Linked DNA regions of Neogale vison: region 1 is linked to region 2. Evidence: chromatin contacts called from public Hi-C data. All regions are on one chromosome and are shown on one strand. The core of a region is the stretch at or near the end of the contact, and the rest is flanking DNA. Distances in the headings are between cores, read along the strand shown.

Region 1 (4,725 bases), core at 64-2,563, 430 kb before region 2:
TTCAAATCTCAATAGTCTTTGCTCTTAGAAAGACAATAAAAACTATTTCACCCCGAAGCCATAATCCATATGGATTGTTGGAGGAAGAAAATAAGATTTGACAACATGGGGTTTCTCCGGGATCCTTGAGGATCCACAAAGGCTTTCCAAGGGCCCACGGGCCAGGGTCTATGTAGTTTCCAATGTGTTTATATTTCCCATTACTCAACGATCAAAGAAGGAGGGTTCTGAGGTGGGAAAGGCCTCTTCTAGCCAAGGGAGAGGGTGAGCAGGGGAGCAGAACCAGAAGCAGAAAGTAATAAGAACAGCTTTAATGAAGACTCTTTATTTTATTTATTTATTTTATAGAGGGGAGAAGGAAGCGGCAGGGGTGAGATTCGCGTCCAGCAGGCAGTCTGTGGCTAGACATGCAGATTTACATCCCAGCTCAGCCACTTCCCAGCGAATTGAATTCAGTTGCCAGATCTTTCTGGGCTCCAGGCTCCTCACCTGGAACCTGGATGCAGGCAGGACCAGCCTCTGACATTGTCAGGGCCTGAGGGGTGGGGATGGGGGGGTGGGGGGCGGTGGGAGGAGGGGGACCGCAGGAAGCACTTAGTAAGTGTTAATTCCATTGATTCCGTCCCCCTCTTCCCACAAGTGGATCATGCATCTAGAAAGTATGAAATCCTCTTTCATCAAAATAAACAAAAATTCTGTCTTCTTAGAAAAATCTGATAAAATTAACTTGTAAGCTGAAACAATGTTCTGCATGAATGATGAAATCTTGGCTTATTTTCTTCTGACCTTGCTGGCTCCCTCCCCCCAAACACACACACACACACACACACACACACACACACACACACACTGTGCGCACGGAACTGGAATGCCACAGAGCATCTGGAAGGCATGCACGATGAAGCCCCCGGGACTGGGGTCTGCGCTTGTACGCCACCAGCAAGCACCGAAAAAAATTCACAGGCCCAGCACTCGGCCCCACTGACCACTCTGGTCCATGAGGATGGGACCCTGGGTATCCCCAGAGACACTCTGGAGACACAGCCTGCCAGAGACCTCTTGTTCTGATTTCCTCTGGGGGAAAGAAAGGAAGGAAATTGGACAGAGGAAGGAGAAAGAGAGAAGAAGTGAAAGCAAAACGATGGAGGGAAGGAGGCAAGGAAAGAAACCTGGTACAAGTGTGAAATCAAAATAATAGACCCAGGATGGTGAGATGCATGTGAACAGAGTGTGACGCGGGCAGCCCCCACAAATAGACCTTCTGTTAAAAATAGCCTTTGTCTAAATGTGGAAAGGGTGTAAATATAGTAGCGGTTTCGGCTTACTATGGAGCCGCCCCAGCTCCAAGTAACAGAGGCTTATTATAGGACGCGTGCGTCAGCAGCGGGAGAGGAGGGAGGGTGGGCAGACATCCCCTGGGCTGTGGGTACAGTACCCACCACAGTGAGGGGTCAGCCAGCCGGCATCTCCCCGTCGGGAGCAGGATGGGCCCAGTGCGCCGAAATGTTCTCACAGGACTCCGCTGGGCAGAAAACTCGGGCCAAGCCGGGGAGGGAAGGAAGGAAGGAAGGAAGGACTCACAGCGCTGAAAAGGATCTGGGGAGATTGTCTTGGGAAGGGCACTCGCTCTCATCTGGAGTTTCACCAGGCAGTGCGTTCACTGTCCAGCAGGCTGCCCACTCCTGGAACCTACAGGAAGTTTGCAAAGGAGCCCCCTGGGACGACCAGACTGTGGATGGACCAGTTTCCACAGACCTGAGCGCAGGGGACAACCCCCCTGGAAACCTGTGGAAAGTGCCAGAAAAGACTCTGATTCCAGTCTTTAAGAAAAAAGCTTTGGGGCGCCTGGGTGGCTCAGTGGGTTGGGCCTCTGCCTTCGGCTCAGGTCATGGTCTCAGGGTCCTGGGATCGAGTCCCGCATCGGGCTCTCTGCTCGGCAGGGAGCCTGCTTCCCTCTCTCTCTCTCTCTCTCTTCCTGCCTCTCTGTCTACTTGTGATCTCTGTCTGTCAAATAAACAAATAAAATCTTAAAAGAAAAAAGCTTTGGGTTGTAGCTCTATGTCTCCGGCATCACTTCGTAGGTGTGTGGGGCCTGGTGGCTCGGTGGCCGAGCCCGACAGCTGGGGGTGACAGAGGGGGCTGCTTCCCTGGTCTGAATCTTGACCAAGGGGATAGAGCTCTTCTGTCAGAAGCTCGCTGCTCTCCATTCTTTTGACACAGGTGGTCAAGGGTTGACAGCCCGCGTGGGTGCTAAGACCTGGGGCACATCTCCCATCCCACCCCGCAGGACCCCTTGTTGTCCTCCTGGTCTGTCATCCTTTAACCCAGGCCATGCCTCCTCCCTGCTCAGCTCGTCTCTGCATGGATCACAGGTACACACAGACAGCCCAACACACACACACACACACACACGCATGTATAAACACACCAGTGTTCAGTCAGAAGTCTGAGGCCCATTTCCAGCCACAGTCCTCGCAGCCCTGGCTTCGTCCCTGCTCTGGCCCCTCGCTCCCCCTGGGGCCCTCCATCTGCCCCTCTCTAGCACTCTGGAAGATTTTCATCTCGAAACTTGAACTTGCTTCTTGGACCTGAGGTGGCCCTGGTTCTTCTGGGGGGGGGATCATCAATTTCTTCTCAGGCATGTTCAGGGCTGGCTGTCCAAGTGTGCCCCCCATGTTCTGCCAGGCCGGGGTGACTACCCCACTGATTTAGCTCTTGCCCCAGGACGGATGCCCTCATCACTGCACACCTACACCACTACTAGGGACTGGTCCCATCCTGTCAGCTTCCCCCTACATCATCCTGACCGCCCTGGAGACCATCCCCAAAACACAGGCCTAGTGGTGTCTCAAAATGCTGGCAATGGCTCCTCGTGAACTTCAGTACAAAGTTCAAACCTCGAAAGGCTCTGATGTGCCTCTCATCTGCTTTTCCAGCTATGTTTCTTGCTGCTCTATACTATGCATTCGATCCACAGGCCCTGGAGATGAGCTCTGTCCAATGGGCCTAGTCCCCATTCGTGTCTCTGTCAGGGACAGCCTGGTTTCTCAGGCTGACACGCATTTCCAAATCTGTGCCTGTCTAGCCACCCTTTGAGTCCCCAGCTCCAGAAGACCATCTATCTCTTCTGAGAAGCCTTCCAGGATCTCTCTTCCCACAATCATCACCTCCTTTTTCATCCTACTCCAAATCCCAAGTCACCTTTTTATATTTAAGTGGAAAATGAATCAGGAGGCCCAGTAGCCTGTCCGTCTAGGTGAGATACCCTCCCGTGTTCTCTAACAGAGACTTTATGTCCCTCTCTCTAAATGCTTATCCCTGTGTATGTTGGATTTGCCGGATTCACCATTGGTCTCCCCACATCGGACTATGACTCTCTTAGGGCAGGGTCTGGATGGCCTTGTTCAGGCTTTACCCCCATTGCCTCCTGCGGATTCTGGTTTCATTGCCCAGAACTGCAGGGCTCTCTGCTTCTGCTGTGGACAGAATGTTGGCGTCCCCCACACCACACCCAATTCAAATGTTGAAACCCTAACCCCTAATGTGTTTGTATTTGGAGCCTTTGGGGAGTAATGAGATCATGAGGGTAGAGCCCATAAGCTGGGACCAGGGCCCTTCTGAGAAGAAGCAGGAGAGAGCTCCCTTTCTGTGTTAACAGTTCAAAATCTCCAGACACCTCTGGTTACCAGGACCCTTTGGGGCACACAATGGTTTCCTTCCTCAAAATCCTTTTTAAAAAAGGATCTGAATGGCAGTCAAGACTGGCAGAATTTGGGCTTTCATTGTGAACCCAGGAAGGAAATGGGAAGAAAGCAGATATGCTGCTCGGCCGGCTGGTGCTTCTCCAGGTGAGTCTACCTGCCGTGGCCCCAAGCAGTCCCCTGGGCTCGGCTCGCAGGAAACAGCAGAACTAACACACAGCCTGGGACTCCAGGTGTTTGGGCAGATGGGATCTTCGGCCTGGAGAATATTAACGCCGTGGAAAAAGCCCGGCTCTGGTCTCTCTTCTACCCCTTTGCTAGCAGAGTAAGCTCGTCCAGACCTCCTGACATCTCAGAGGCTCGGTTCTTCATCTGTAAGCCGGGGTTCAGTTTGACAAGAGCCAAAGTCAAACGTGGTCGTTTATGGTGATCTCAAGCCCTGTACGTGAGCTCAGTAGATGGTCCTTGAGGCTGATTATAAACAGATCTCTATATACAAGTACTTCATACTGCCAGGAAATAAGCAAAGACAATGATTCAGAAAAATGAAGTGTTAGAGTAGATTTTCCCCACCCCCCCCTTTTTGTAAATGTCTCTCAATCAGACAAAACAAACTGCAACACAGGCTGGAAAACTTGCCATGATAGCCTCCCCTTTGGGGGAAAGACAAGAAAAGAGGTCTCTTGTAGGATTATAGCAGAATCAGAGTCTCAAATGTCTTAAATGCTCCAAAATTTGTGCCGTGACCTATTACATAGAAATTCTTGTAGCTAAGACCCAATATATGTTTGCAGACGACATACACTAATAGAATCATACTGGAAGGGGGACTTGCATTTGGAATTATGCCCCTATGTCAGTCATCAATCTCTAATCAACCTAGACCTCTCCATGTACCTAGCCCTTCTTTGTCTTAATTTTTCTTATACACGCACACATATGTGGTTTCATGCTACAAACGGTCCGATCAGTAGGTAGGGACGCGGGTGTAGTGGAGGAGCTCAGGTTTCGAAGAGAAATATTC
Region 2 (4,856 bases), core at 1,676-4,175:
AATTTTCTTGCCTTTTAACCAGGCTTGAAAATAGGGGCTCCGGTGGGTCCCTAATGGTGACTCCCATCTGGTTGACTGGGAGGAAGCTTGGGAGGGAAGGGGCACGGGCAGCAGCGGCTGGAGTTCGCAAAGTCTCTCGGATGATCTCTGGAAAGGGCGTAATTGTAGGAATGTGGCTTATTGTATTGAAATGAGCCTGGGGCTCCGCTAGGCACGTCTGCCTGGCGTAGCCTACTTGCCCGTGTACACTTTTCCCTTCAGAGGTAATCGGGTGTAATTGCCTACTCCCGAGCCCGGACACGCGTGGGGATGGTGTTCGTTTCCTTCGGGCCTTGGCTTGGTGTGGGCATGTTTTACTCTTAACTGGCAGAACTCGCGCTTTTGGAGAAGTTGCTCTGAGTGTTTTACTCTTAATAGAAACAAATGAAAGTTCTCAGTGGTGAGCGGGGAGCGATTATGAGAGCTCAGCCTAGGGACACTGACTACCTAAGGCACCTCTCGAACCCACTGAAAGCTTGGGTCAGGACTGAGAGAGAAAGCATTTGTCCCTTGAGTCTAAAGAACGTTCCTGGACATTGTCTTTTATTTATGTCTCCGGATTCTTCCGAGGGAAGAGCTGCAAGGAGTTTGGTGATCACAAATGTTGGGCTGTTATCCCAGAGTCTTAGGGTGCCAGGCGAGAGGTGAATGGCAAATCCGTCCTGAATCCTCTATTTCTACGACGGAGAAATATTTTACAGAAATGAGTTGAGAGGAAAGAAAAAGCTGCCCAACGGGGCTACTGGGCACAATGAATGAAGTTGGAGTTCATTCGAGTTATCTTACCTGGATAAGGTGATCCTACTGTGACTATCAAAGATTGCTCAGGCCAAGCCACCTCCACACCGGCTCCCTCCTCTCCGCACCCACCCACTCCCTTCCCTGAGACCGCGCGCTCGCAGAAATTCTCCCCCGCGGTTTGTCTCCTCTCCCTTGGTCTTTCTGAGAATCTCTGTCTTTCCCTTTCTGTCGGTCTCTCCTCCACTCCTACTGCCCCCGCCCAACCTCCGCCCCCGCTCCCCAGGTTTGGAAACTCCGCGGAGGAGCCCTGGTCACAATGGTGCGTTTCACGGTTTCCTCCACACACTTCACCACGGGGAGGGGAACATGGGGGTGTTCCTTTCGTCCGCCCACGAGAAAGAAAGGAGCTTTGACAGAGGTAGTTATTTCTACCTAATTTACAACCCCGAGGCTCAGTGCTCCCGGCCCGGGCGGCCGCGAGCCGGAGCGGCGGAACGTGTTTCCAGGCGCAGAGGCTTTGCCTAGGTAACCGGCCATGGGAGTGGGCGGGGGTGGGGGCGGTGGGGGGAGCGTTGGGGCTCTTGGCTCTGCTGCAGGAAACGTGGTGTGGCTCTTTCCGCGAACGCGCGGCGCTCGAGGGGAGCCCTTTCCTTAAGGAGACGCAACCTCGCCGATCCTCGGAGAAACACTCCGCTCGAAAGGACCCAGGGGAGGGCAGGAATGAGGGCACCTACTGCAGGAGGTGGTGGCAGGTTGCTGGAGACCCGTATTGCAAATTCTGGGTGGACGGGAAGCTCCTGTTACAGCCGTGGGAAGATCCGCCCGTGCCTGCGCTAGATAGAGCGAGCGCAAGATTTCCGTACGATCGGCTGGGACAGGGCTGGGGCGGGGTGGCAAGGGAATCCCCCGTTTCCTGGCTTTCGAGGGCTTACCGGACCTGGGGGTTCCGATACCCCCTCTCCCTCTTCCTTCAGGCAAGCCGCTGGCGCAGGGGTTAGCGGGGGACAAAACTTAACACGCCCCTCTCGGCCCGCGCACTCCCGAGGTTTTTTGGGGTTGTGTTTGTTTTTTTTTTTTTTCCAGTTTCACCTTCCCAACCCTCGAGATATGAACGGGTCCAGGCGAAGGGGGCGCTGTAGACCAGAGTTTGGGGCAGTGGACCTTTCCCCCAAGGCCCGCGGACCTGCGATTCCAGCTACAAAGTTTCACTGAGGCTGTGCGCAGAGACGCTCGCCCCGGAGCCGCGCTCAGCGCCCTCCGGAATGTGCCCCCTCGGGGCCGCCGGATGGCCCCGAGCCTCGAAGTCGCCCACCCTCAGGGATACCTCCTGCTGGGTGCAGGGGGCCTGCCTCCTCCCACCCTACCAGCCTGGAACTCCAACTGCCTGGTCCCCTTGTTTCCAGCGCCGGGCTGTTTCCACTGTGTCCTTTTGTTTGCTTGACCCCTGGCCCCCAAAACTCGCGGCTAATAGAAGCTAAGCTCCATTAGCATTTAGAATGAAAAGCGCAGACTTTCTTAATTCCCCGGGGCATTCACGCATTCGTTCCGGACCTTGTGCATTTCCTATGCAACGTGTAAATTCTGTATTTGAGGAGGGCGGGGTGGGGGGTGCAGTGGAGTTGGAAAATGACTATTTTCCGCTCGTGAACACTCACTGACTCCTCGAATTCGGTCGAAACTCTTCCTCAGGTGCTCTTTCTTCGGTTTTCCTGACTTGGCGAGCTCAGAACCAATTGTGGGGACAAGAGAGATCAATTCCTGGGCGATGACAGAATGCACGTATTTTTAGCCTAGATTTGGGTGCCACAAAACGGCGGTGAGCGCAGTGGGTGCCTGACAACCTTTCTGCGCCCCCCCCCAAGGAGGTGTGATGCTTCTTGCCCAGGAACCCCATTCACCTTAATCACTGCTTCTTTGCCCTTACAATTCTTTGTAATTAACGTAGCATTCATAGTGACCCTCCACCCCCCACCACCACCACCAAACCATCCTCTCCCAATACGCCCAGCCCCGGCCACGACGACCAGCCTGGTCTCACTTTAAGCTCTGTCTCTCCCGGTGCCCGCAGAGCCTCCTGCGGAAGAGCGCAGTCCGGCAAGCCCCCGTCCTGAGCCTGGACCCTCAGCGGAGCCGGGTAGCACAGTCACCGCTTCGCCTCGCCGGACGTCCCCGCCTCCCACCCTCTCAGCCTCCGCTGGAGAGACCCACAGCCCCACCATTCAGCGCGCAAGATATCCTCCAGGTAGGTCTAAAGGCATGACGCCTTATTCCTCTCAGGCTGGGAGAGGTGGGGGCGGGGAGGGGGGTGATGCACACACCCAACAGGCGGGCTGTTCCACTTGCCCAGCACCAGGGCAGTGACTGTTGACCATGCATTTCACAGAACAGGTGGCCTCCTTGCACGAAGCTCCTCTGGATACCACACCCTGTTGCTACCTAGTAGAGCAGCCAGATTTAATTAAGCGTTGCATTTCTCAAAAATATTTTTCCTTAAAAAAAAAAGATACGCCAATAGATTAGGATCTTATTATACATTTTAATGTCTCCATTTTTGCTCTCCTTTTATATCCAGTTTATGCATGTAAAAGTTATGGACTCTCTTTGAGCAGTACAGAGCATTTATGTTTGTACAGAACCCAAATCATTTGATGCAGAAGTTTGGATTATTAAAGCGCAGAGGAAAAGAGAAAAAGCATTTGAGCTGAAAACCAAGGAGTAAATTCTAATTGGGCAAAAGAAAGGATTGCAGGTTTGACTTTTAACACCTCTTTATGCCTTTGTTAAAGAGATATCAGGTGCCTGGACTGTGTAATCACCAAAGGTATGCAGATCAATAGAATTTAGGAGCAAGCAAACTCATATTCTAGCTGGAAACCCCAGAAAGACACAAAGAAGAGCAATGCATAGGGACTGGCAAGGGAAGATGACAGAAGATTAATGGAGAAATCCTAGAAGTGCTGAAGGAAGAATAGATGGAACATTGGGCAGTGTTCTTTCTTTTAAATCATTAACCTTTCATTTCACCCTAACAAGACAGCAGGATAAGTAATCCTTGAACTTCAAACTAGTGAGTGTTTTTAAGGCCCTTCTTGGAAAATGAAGGCTTGAACTGGCCTCTCCTTATCACCGCTTCTTCCCACAGGCCCTCATCACCTTTTTTCAAGTCAAGATTTCATCCCATACACGCATGACTCAATCAGATTTGGAAACGTGGGTAAGAGAAAGATGTCAAAGGAAATATGAAGTACTCGCTTTTTTTTTATTAGTCACAACTTCTAGACCATAGACTCCAAACAGAGGTGAAGCACCTGCTTTCCCTTTGGTTCAGAAAAACCAACCACCAGAAACTGCCCATTTTACCATTTCTAATTAGCTATAGAGAAAGAGAAATAATAAGATTTTTAAAAAATCAGCCACTAGATCCAGTAATTTCCAAGGCCTTCTCATCCAGCTCAACCTCCCTGAACAATAATAAGCATCCTGGATACTAGTCACTTCAGGGGCTCAACATAGTCAACTGGCAGAGAAATTGAACCTACTAAGGAACTGCTTTCTTTTGCAGAGGTACTAATTCTTCTGTCATAAGAAAATTTGTAAGCTAACTCACCTCTTATAGTAGCTGTAGACTGTTGTCTTAAAACAGCCACTGATATATTTTATTAGTCAGAATTGGGGGATATATATACACTTATATATGTATATATATACACACATATATATATGTATATATATACATATATAAGTGTATATATATATATATATACTGTATACGGCAGAGAGCATGTTTGGTGGGTGTTTTGTTGCAGCTGCTGATCTTTTTCTTTGCAGATGGCATAAACTCCCCCGAGTCCATTTCCTGGGCCTGTGTTCCCACCTCTCCACCTAACTGGCTGAAGTCATCACTAGGGGTCCACTTTGTGTAGGCTGTTAGCTGTGTTTGGAGAAATGGGGAGGGGGTGGGAGAAAGCGACCACAACATGTGTGGGTAGGCTCAGTTGGCACTCATAAAATGTTAGAATGTCAGTCTTCCTTGGCCAGTAAGTCTTGCAAAGGACACTTTTTTTTTTTTTTAAGTA

Evidence for each region. A called contact is a pair of places that touch in the nucleus more often than the background predicts.
Region 1: a Hi-C map of tongue shows a contact between it and region 2, with 5 times the contacts expected there. The contact joins the enhancer-like site here to the promoter of NR4A3 in region 2. A contact is called at or near these places in 2 of 3 Hi-C or Micro-C datasets (muscle and tongue).

The regions. Positions count from the first base shown.
Region 1 is chr9:31,608,344-31,613,068 of ASM_NN_V1, reverse strand. No RefSeq gene overlaps it. Among named protein-coding and RNA genes, the nearest start is that of SEC61B, 110 kb to the left of the region's middle. Within about 2 kb of position 1,313, the one cell type or tissue checked has open chromatin away from gene starts, as enhancers often do.
Region 2 is chr9:31,183,535-31,188,390 of ASM_NN_V1, reverse strand. It overlaps NR4A3 (nuclear receptor subfamily 4 group A member 3), which reads left to right and starts at 2,925. Exons shown (of 7, transcript XM_044265264.1): 1 at 2,925-3,022.